Regions from separate parts of the Macaca mulatta genome. Here region 2 is linked to region 1. Evidence: chromatin contacts called from public Hi-C data. All regions are on one chromosome and are shown on one strand. The core of a region is the stretch at or near the end of the contact, and the rest is flanking DNA. Distances in the headings are between cores, read along the strand shown.

The links. A called contact is a pair of places that touch in the nucleus more often than the background predicts.
Region 2: a contact with region 1 is called in a Hi-C map of liver, with 4 times the contacts expected there. The contact joins the promoter of NSL1 here to the enhancer-like site in region 1. A contact is called at or near these places in 6 of 14 Hi-C or Micro-C datasets (CD4 T cells, blood, cortical neurons and 3 more).

Annotation. Positions count from the first base shown.
Region 1 is chr1:70,391,144-70,395,749 of T2T-MMU8v2.0, reverse strand. No RefSeq gene overlaps it. Among named protein-coding and RNA genes, the nearest start is that of BATF3, 36 kb to the left of the region's middle. Within about 2 kb of position 2,484, at least 19 of the 40 cell types and tissues checked have an H3K27ac peak or open chromatin away from gene starts, as enhancers often do. A contact at or near this core is called in liver, where this site is marked.
Region 2 is chr1:70,507,279-70,512,133 of T2T-MMU8v2.0, reverse strand. It overlaps NSL1 (NSL1 component of MIS12 kinetochore complex), which reads left to right and starts at 2,383. Exons shown (of 6, transcript XM_015117156.3): 1 at 2,383-2,646. The coding sequence starts at 2,413. TATDN3 (TatD DNase domain containing 3) reads right to left here and starts at 2,317. Exons shown (of 9, transcript XM_077937488.1): 1 at 2,189-2,317.

The DNA of each region.
Region 1 (4,606 bases), core at 1,235-3,734:
AGAGATTACCATGCCCTGGAGCCCCTCAGGCATCTCCCGGATGGTCCTTTCCCCTGGGCTCAACTCACGTTTCTCATTTGACTCTGTCTTCCTCCGGAAAGAAGATGTCATCCAGGAACTCTAACTGGAAACCGGATAGTTACCAGGGCACCCAAAACCCAGTATTTGATTATTACTTCATCCTTGACCTTCATTCCATTCATTCCCAGCTGCAGACAGTAGGATTTCTAAGGAAGAGTTAAGAGGGTAGAGGTGATTGTTGTTTTCCAGGAACTCAGCTTGTTGCCAGAGAGAGGTCACACACTAGAATGTTCCCAGTGACCAGCAAGGGAACTCTGGAATGACTCATGTGAGGACCTGCACCAGGAAAGGGAGGGTTATGGCCTAAAACCACACCACCCCCCTCACTGTATCAAACTGCATCCTTTTCAGTGACAACTTCAGCCCCTGCCCTTCCCCCACCAGGAAGCCTTCCTAGATGAACCAGAAGCACTTTCTACCCCAAGCCACCCTCACACCTCCAACACTTCATTTGCATATGTGGTTAGCTTTTTAATGATATCAGAGCAATCTGTGAACAGCTTCAGCAGGGGGCCCTCTGACATAATTGAATAAATTGGATGTTAAAGATCTGATTGAGGCCAGGTGTGTTGGCTCACTCCTGTAATCCCAGTGCTTTGGGAGGCCTAGGAGGGAGGATTGATTGAGCCCAGGAGTTTGAGACCAGCTCCAGGCAACATGGCGAGATCCTCATCTCTAAAATACAAAATAAAAATTAGCCAGGTGTGGTGGCAGGCACCTGTAGTCCCAACTACTCAGAAGACTGAAGTGAGAGGATCGCTTGAGCCCCAGAGTTCGAGGCTACAGTGAGCTATGATTGTGCCACTGCACTCCAGCCTGGGCAACAGAGTGAGACCCTGTCTCAAAAATTAAAAAAATATATATATGACTGAGAGCCAGCTTGGTAAAGCCTTCAGAGCCAATGTGTCTGGCAGTCAGTCAACACACGTGGAATGATTGCGCACTGGGGAACTGCAGTGCAAGACAGAGGTGTGGAGGAAAGACCTGACTCTCAGAGATAGAAGAGTCAGGAAAGACACAAATAAAAACCCCAAAGAACTCCCAGACACAGACCTCTACAAATTGACTTGTTAACCTTTCGGACCCGATCACAGCGGAAGCAAGGGCTTCACACCATACGAACCTGGGTCAAGGCTAAGGTGTCGGGGCAGGTCATTCTCCTCTGCTCAAGCAAGCTTTATGTGGCGCACACTCTCTCCAGGGCACAAAACAAGCACCATATCCCCCCCACCCTGGCCCCCGTCATCCTCTCAGAAGGGGATCCCTGGCCTAGCAGAGAGCAAAAGGCTACAGCTCTCACCACTCAAAGCTGGGCACGACCCACCTCAAAGCTGGGCACGACCCGCCCCAAAGCAGAGAAGTGGAGGTGAGGACACTCGATAACTGCGCCAGCAGGGCTGTGCATGAAGCCAGCACCTGAGAGAAGACAGGAGGGAGGCAGAATTGAAGCCAGAGGCTGTGGTTTGTGGTGGTCACTATGGCCCACTCTGATTACTATGCACCAGGCGAGAGCCTGTGCTGGGTGCTCCTGAGCATACAGATATGCAAGACACGGCCCTTGGGGGTGGGATGTCCTATAGGAGAAATTAGCCAAAAACACAAGGCTGCCTGCATTGAATGCCAAATGATGGACACACACCATAACTGTCAGAGGAAAAGAAATAATATTTACTAAATACTTACTATGTGTTAAAGCATCTCTAAATGGTTTAGATGTATTTAATTTTTCCAACAGCCCATGAAGCGATTGCTAGTATTATTTCCACTTTATGGATGAGAAAATTGAGGCTCAAAGAGTCCTAAAGAACTTGCTTGGTGTCACACAATTTTTCATGGTAGATCCAGATTTTCAACTCAAAATTCTACCTCTCCAAGTGCGCGCGCGCGGACCTATGCACATGCATGGTTTTCCTGGTGCGAGAGGACTTTGGGAAAGAGAGGTGACACCAGGCACAGGACTCTGGCTCCTACGCATAATTTATTTTTGACACATAGGGGGAACTTCGATGGCTGAGTTTTCAAGCAGAGGGATGTCTTCTAACGAAGAGTTCATTTTTGATGTTTAGTTGTGCAGTCGTTAAGTCTGCGAGTTGCGATGCTGCTTCAGTTGTGCTGTGGGAGAGCAGTGGCCCAGGACTGACCGGCAGGGCTGGGGAGGAGCCCACGGAAAGAGGAAGGGAGGGCAGGGGAGGGGAGAAGCAGCTGTCCCCGGGCTGCCTGGGAGTCACTGGGGAGTCCCAGCCCGCCCTTGGGCCTAGGGCTCCCCGATGGTGCCTCCACTCTTCGCAGGGCCAGGGGGCGAGGAAGGAGGAGGGAGGGAAGAGGAATCCCGGTGGGGAGTGGGAGAGCGTCCTCCGCGACCGCTTGGGTCCTCCGAGGGGCAGCCTCGGAGAGGGTGGCGGCAGTGCTCGGAGTCTCCTGGATCTCAGCGCCATCTCGTGGCTGCTGGCAGGTCTACCTTGAGCCCTCTTGGCGCACACGGAAAACCGGAGCTCGTCCCATCAGCGGCAGGTGCTCTCCGGCCAGCAGTGAGCCCCAGGGGGCTTTCTCCTGCGTCAGGGAGCCAGGAGGGGAAGCAGGCATGGGTGCTGGGACCAGATTTGCCTGGCTCTGTGCTCCTGGGTAAGGACTGATTGTCAAGAGTGGGCCTCCAGTTCTACCCCAGGCCCTGAGGGCCTTGTCCTTTTGCTGGAAGCCCCCACCGTTCTCCCCTACTCCCTCCTGTCTTCTCAAAGGATAGCATAATGGAAGAAATCATCTTTCGAGTACGCAGGCCAGAACCCTGCCCCGTTGCTTATAAGTTGTTGTCCCCGCCTCTCTCTGGGTCTCAACGGTGTCATCTGTTAAAGGGCATAATAACACCAGGAGAAGAATATATTGTAAAGCCTCTGGCACAGTGCCTTCAAGTAGTAGGAACTTAATCCATCCTTGAAGGCGACATCATCATCAGTGGTTACAACAGGTCTCAGTGTTGTGGACGCTCATGCTTAGCAGATGGTAGGTGCTCTGGGAATATTGCAAACGAGTAGCCACGCCTTCTTAGCTCCAGCCCAGGAATGGGACAGTCCTAGTGCTAGATGTTTGCCTAGTCCCATAGATGATAACAGTCCAGCTGGTCTTGCAAACCTAATAAAAATAGCTGTCTATTCTACCCATCAGCCCGGGAGAATGCTCCAGTGTCACTAGTGACTCCTGCTCCCACATCTGCCTGCAGGAAGCCCTCTTGGAACAAAAGTATCTCACTTCTAGGAGGCATCAAGGCAGTGAGGGGAGAGGGCAGTGGTGTGGGTTACATAGACCTGGGGCTCCCTTACCAGGTGAGGACCTGGGGCAGGCCACTAACCTCACCAAACCCCATGTTTGTCCTCTGTAAATCAGGGGTATGATTCTACTTCCCACCTCTTTAGGCTTTTATGGAATTAAAAGAGATTATTCATGTAAAACACTTAGCATAGTAGTTTTAGTGTGCATCAGCATCACCTGAGGATTTATTAAAACAAGAGTTGCTGGGCCCCACCTCAAGTTTCTGAAGCAGTAGGACTGTAGTGTGGCTCCATAATTTATTTGCACTTCTAATTTGCATCTCGGGGGATGTTGGTGCAATCTGTCCAGGAACCGGACTTTGAGAAGGACTAATCTAGCACATACTAGACCTTCAATGAATTTTTATTGTCATTCCCCACTTAAAAATCAAAAGAGAAAATGAGGACATACGAGGAAATGCAACCCAAATCCAGTCAAATAAAACTATGAAACCCACATCTAGCTAGACATAAGAACAGTTCAATTTAACAAATGTTAGTTGAATGCCTTTTTCTATTTATTCCATGTATTTTGTTGGGCAGGGATTCACTCACATGCCCCATCTCTTTTGATGCTCATAACAATCTTGTGAAGTACATCATGATCTCCATTAGGAGGTGAGTGACTTGCTTACAGGCACACAGCTCTGGAAGGCAGAGCACAGTCTCAGTTGGAATCTGCTGACCCAGCTGGGCCCTTTGGAGTGCGTCTCAGACACCTCTGCATGCTGGTGGAGGCCGGCTGGGCTGATGTCAATCTGTCTCAGGTGCTGTCTTCTGAGGGCTTCTGTCTTGACTGACTTTCCTGGCCAAGCTCACTCTCTTAACCAGCTCACATTGCTTTGGGGTCAAGTGGGGATTGGTTTATCCTTGCCAGGCTCACTCGCTCTCTCTTCTCATCCACTGAACACTTGGTACTTTCAGAGCATGGATCCCGGCAGAAGGATGCGGCCATCAGGGCCTGGGGTAGACTGAAGGCTCACCCTTGACAATTAGTCCTTATCCAGGACCTCTAGGTCTCAGGAAGAGTCCCCTTCTCCCCCATGCCGGGCATCTGAGAGGCCTCAGTAGCAAGCCACCTGGAGATGTGGGAGGAGCTGCCATCCTTCCCTACTCCGTGCCTCCTTTGCCTCTCCTAAGTGGGGTGAAGGAAGGGAAGCGCACTACACCTGGGTGGACTCTGGGACGCCAGGATTTTCTCTTTCAGTTTCCTCCTACAGAAC
Region 2 (4,855 bases), core at 1,134-3,633, 120 kb before region 1:
TATCACCATGTTGGCCAAGCTGGTCTTGAACTCATGACCTCAGGTGATCCACCACCTTGGCCACCCAAAGTGCTGGGGCTACAGGTGTGAGCCACCACACCCAGCCTGAGTCCCTAGTTTTTATCTTTAGCTTATAATTCTCTCCTGAACCTATGACTCACATTAAAAAATTATGACATCTCCATTTGCATGGGATTAGGTTTCCCAATATGCCCCAAACATAAATCTTCATTTTCTCTTCACAAACCTATTCCTTCTGCTGACCTCCCCACCTCCACTTCAGACCTTGGTCTTCCCTTTTCTCAGTAAACCAGCACCACCATCTTCCCTATAGCACAAGCTAATAATCTGAGTCATCCTTGATTCCTCCCTTTCCCTTGCTATCCACATTCAATTCTTCAGTACTTATTGTGGATTCTCTCTCTAAAATGTATCTTGAATCCATGTATTTATCTCAAACTCACCTGCTACCATCATAGTACCAACAGCCAACATCTCTTGCCTATATACTGCAAAAGCCTCCTAACTAGTCTTATAGCTTCCACTCTTCTCCATCCATTTGCCATACAGCAGCAAAATGGTGTTAAAATTGATAGCATCATGCTTATCCATTTTTGTGTAATCTCAGGACTTTGGGAGGTCAAGGAGGGTTGATCACTTGAGGCCAGGAGTTCAAGACCAGCCTGGACAACATGACGAAACCCTGTCTCTATTAAAAATACAAAAAATACAAATTAGCCAGGCGTGGTGGCACACACCCATGATCCCAGCTACTTGGGAGGCTGAGACAGGAGAATTGCTTGAGCCCAGGAGGCAGAGATTGCAACGACCTGAGATCGTGCTATTGCACTTCAGCCTGGGGGACACAGACAGACTCAATCTAAAAAATAAAAATAAATAAAAAATTTAAAAAGCCCTTTAATGAATCCACATTGTGCTTCAAATGCAATCCAAATTCCTTACTGACCCACCTCATCTATCCCCTGCAAACCTCCCCAGTTTTGTTTCATGCCTTTCTCTTTCTAGCTCATCAAGCTCCACTCAGCTTTTTGGCAACTGAAATGTGCCAAATTCTAGCTTGTCTGGGGGCCTGCAACCTGTTTCCCTAACTAGCATACACTCAGCCCCTTGCTTGGGTGGCTCCTTGTCTTCTCAGCCTTAAGTGTCAGCTCCTGGGAGGATTTCCCCCTGAAATAAAACCCCCCTTACTCCTCTATTGTTAGTCTCTAGTTTCCCATGTAATGGGTAAAACAGTTTGTAACTGATTTTATGTGTGTATTATTATTTTAATTGAGGCAGGCTCTCACCACATTGCCTAGGCTGGTCTCAAACTCCCGGGCTCAAGCGATCCACCCGCTTCGGCCTCTCATAGTGCTAGGATTACAAGTGAGAGCAACCACACCCGGCCATGTATTTTTTTTCTTTGCCTCTCTCCTCCATTTGTGAAATTTTTCCCCCTTCCCCTTCCCCTTCCCCCTTCCCCCTTTTTCTTTCTTTCTTTTGAGACAGGGTCTCATTGTTACCCAGGCTGGAGTGCAGAGGCGTGATCTCAGCTCACTGCAACCTCCACCTCCTGGGCTCAAGCGATTTTCCCACCTCAGCCTCCCGAGTAGCTGGGACCACAGGCAAGCGCCACCATCCCCAGCTAATTTCTGTTTTTTTTTTTTTGTTTTTTTTTTTCCTGTAGAGACTGAGGTGTCAACATGTTGCCCAGGCTGGTCACGATCTCCTAGACTCAGGAGATGCGCCGCGCCCCGCTTGGCCTCCCAAAGTGTTGGGATTACAGGCGTGAGCCCGCGCCCGACCTGTCCCGGATTTGAACGCGTTTCGAGGACCGCTTCCCACGAAAAGTGGCATCTCAGCCAGGAGGTGACATGCCCGAGAGGAAAAACAGGCCAGCCAAGGGCAGGTGGGAGAACGATTTCAGGAACTCAGAAGAGCAAACAAAAGCCTTGTGGAAATAGCTTACCGCGACTGAATCACAAAAAAAAAAAAAAAAAAAAAAAAAAAATCGGTATGTCTGAGGTTAAATAGGGAATAGGGAAATGAGGGGCAGGTCATATGGCCATAAACAAGGGTCTGGGCGGGGGATATGGGGTTTCATCCCAAGGGAGGAGAGCAAAGATAACACAAGGGGAAAGGACGGGGGCATCCCCGCTCCCTCGGGCCCCGTATCGCCCTCACATACGCGGTCAAAGTCCGGGGCGGAGATGTGGCAGTGACAGTCCACCAACCCTACGCGCGCCGCTCCCATTGCGCCCCCGCGGCCGCGGCCTTAGACGCGCCTGCAGAGCCGGAGCCGGAACGTTTCAGCTGCAGCGTCCTGAGTTTCCAGCCGGATGCATGCTAGTTACACCAGTGGAAACCCACTTTTCCTCTCCCAGAGTGCCCCGCCCCTCGTTCAGACGAAAAATGGCGGGGTCTTCTGAGTTGGTGGTCCTTGACCCCCCATGGGACAAGGAGCTAGCGACGGGGACAGAGAGTCAGGCCTTGGTCTCCGCCACTCCCCGAGAGGACTTTCGGGTGCGCTGCACCTCGAAGCGGGCTGTGACCGAAATGCTACAACTGTGCGGCCGCTTTGTGCAAAAGCTCGGGGACGCTCTGCCGGAGGAGATTCGGGAGCCCGCGCTGCGAGATGCGCAGTGGGTACGGGACCAGTTAGCCACTTCTTTACTTATCACCCCCTTAGCCAACACCCAGGATCTTAGGATTCAGAAAGATCCCACGCCAGGCCTTGGCAGAATTAACGGTGCCCCAGACTACTGTAGAACCAGTCGGAGAAACGCGAGGGGAGAAAGAAATCTATGCTATTATCAGCTGGGTCTTATTAATTACTTAGACCAGCGCTGTGCAGTGAAAATACAAGGCAAGCTAATCCTTATGTAGTTTTAAACTAAAAGTAAGAAATAGGTGAAATTAATGGATATAAAACATTTTGTTTAACCCAATAAACCCAAGATATTTTAACATGTAATAATATCAAATGAATGAGATATTTTACATTATTTTGTTCGTACTAAGCTTTTTCAAATCTGGTGTCTTGCATTTATGGCACATCTTTTGAACTAGCTACATTTAAGTGCTCAGTAACTACAAAGTGGCTGGTGGCTCACCTGTTGGACAATGCAGCCCTAGACAATGAGGAATTCTCCTGGAAAGGGTAATTCCGGAAGTCAGCCATTCACCCAACCAGCATTTGGTCTTTCCTTTTGCCTGATTGATTGATTGATTGAGACGGAGTCTCGCTCAGTCGCCCAGGCTGGATGTCGGCTCACTGCAAGCTCCACCTCCCGGGTTCACACCGATCTCCAGCCTCAGCTTCCCGAGTAGCTGGGACTACAGGCTCCCACCACCACGCCCGGCTAATTTTTTGTATTTTTAGTAGAGACAGGGTTTCACTGTGTTAGCCAGCATGGTCTCGATCTCCTGACCTTGTGATCCGCCCGCCTTGGCCTCCCAAAGTGCTGGGATTACAGGCGTGAGCCACCTCACCAGGCCTATTAACCTTTATTTTTAATGTTTGCGCTGTGGTCTTTCATAACTCACCAATGTGTTGTATTATGAGCTTTTAATTTTTTTCCCCTACCTATAAGTAGATTGATGCCTGTTATAAGGAAGCACACAATCCCTTTCTTTCTTGTCTTCCCAAAAAACTACCACCTTCAGGGCTTTGCAAAAATATTTAAGAAAGGCTGGGGAAATGCGGTATAAGGGCAAATATGTGATCATAGATAGTAAAGTTTTCAACCAACACAATTTTTTTAAACGTATTTTAGTCTTGTAAAGAAAATGTTTTCACTCTAAAACAGGCAAAAGGGGTCGGGCGGTGGCTCACGCCTGTAATCCCAGGACTTTGGGAGGCCGAGTCGGGCGGATCACAAGGTCAGGAGATCGAGACCATCCTGGCTAACACGGTGAAACCCCGTCTTTACTAAAAAAAAAAAATAATAATAATAAAAAATTAGCCGGGCATGGTGGCAAGCACCTGTAGTCCCAGCTACTCAGGAGGCTGAGGCAAGAGAATGGTGTGAACCAGGGAGGCGGAGCTTGCAGTGAGCCAGATGGTGCCACTGCACTCCATCCTGGGCAATATAGCAAGACTCCGTCTCAAAAACAAAAAACAAAACAAAAGGCTAAGTGGAAGAATGAAGAAACACTTAAAAAAAAAAAAAGGTTAAGTGGAAGAATGAAGAAATACTTCCTGGGTTGTGACTCTGTATGTAGTTTTGTATATAGTGACTCTTATGTCATTCCCTCCTTGCAAGCAAGGCAAGAATAGGGATATATCTCAGGACATCTTTTTTTGGGAGAAGACTTTTGTTGTATAATGATCTTAGAATTTGTCTGATTCTAGGAAGTGCTAAGGTATTTAAAACATTTAGGTATCTTACAGAAAAAGAGGAACTTGGCTTAACCTATTATATCCTATTTAGTGGGATGATAAAGTGAATTATAAGATTAAGTTTCCAGGGCTTAGACTACCACAGGAATTCACTTGTGTTTTATTTTAAATAAAGCAGAAGTTTTATGTTGTAACTCTGTTTAAAACTGCATATTAAGTAGCAGATTTTCTTTAAAAACAGTATTGGTAGCAGTCTGCAATGAATATTACAAAGACAATATGTTTTCTCAGCAATTCTTGAAAGTACTTCTAAAATATACATAGGCCGGGCATGGTGGCTTACACCTGTAATCCCAGCGCTTTTAAGGCTGAGGCGGGTGGATCACCTGAGGTCATGAGTTCGAGACCAGCCTGGCCAACATGGTGAAACCCTGTCTGTACTAAAAATACAAAAATTAGCCGGGTGTGATGGCGCTTGCCTGTAATCCCAGCTATTCCGGAGACTGAGGCAGG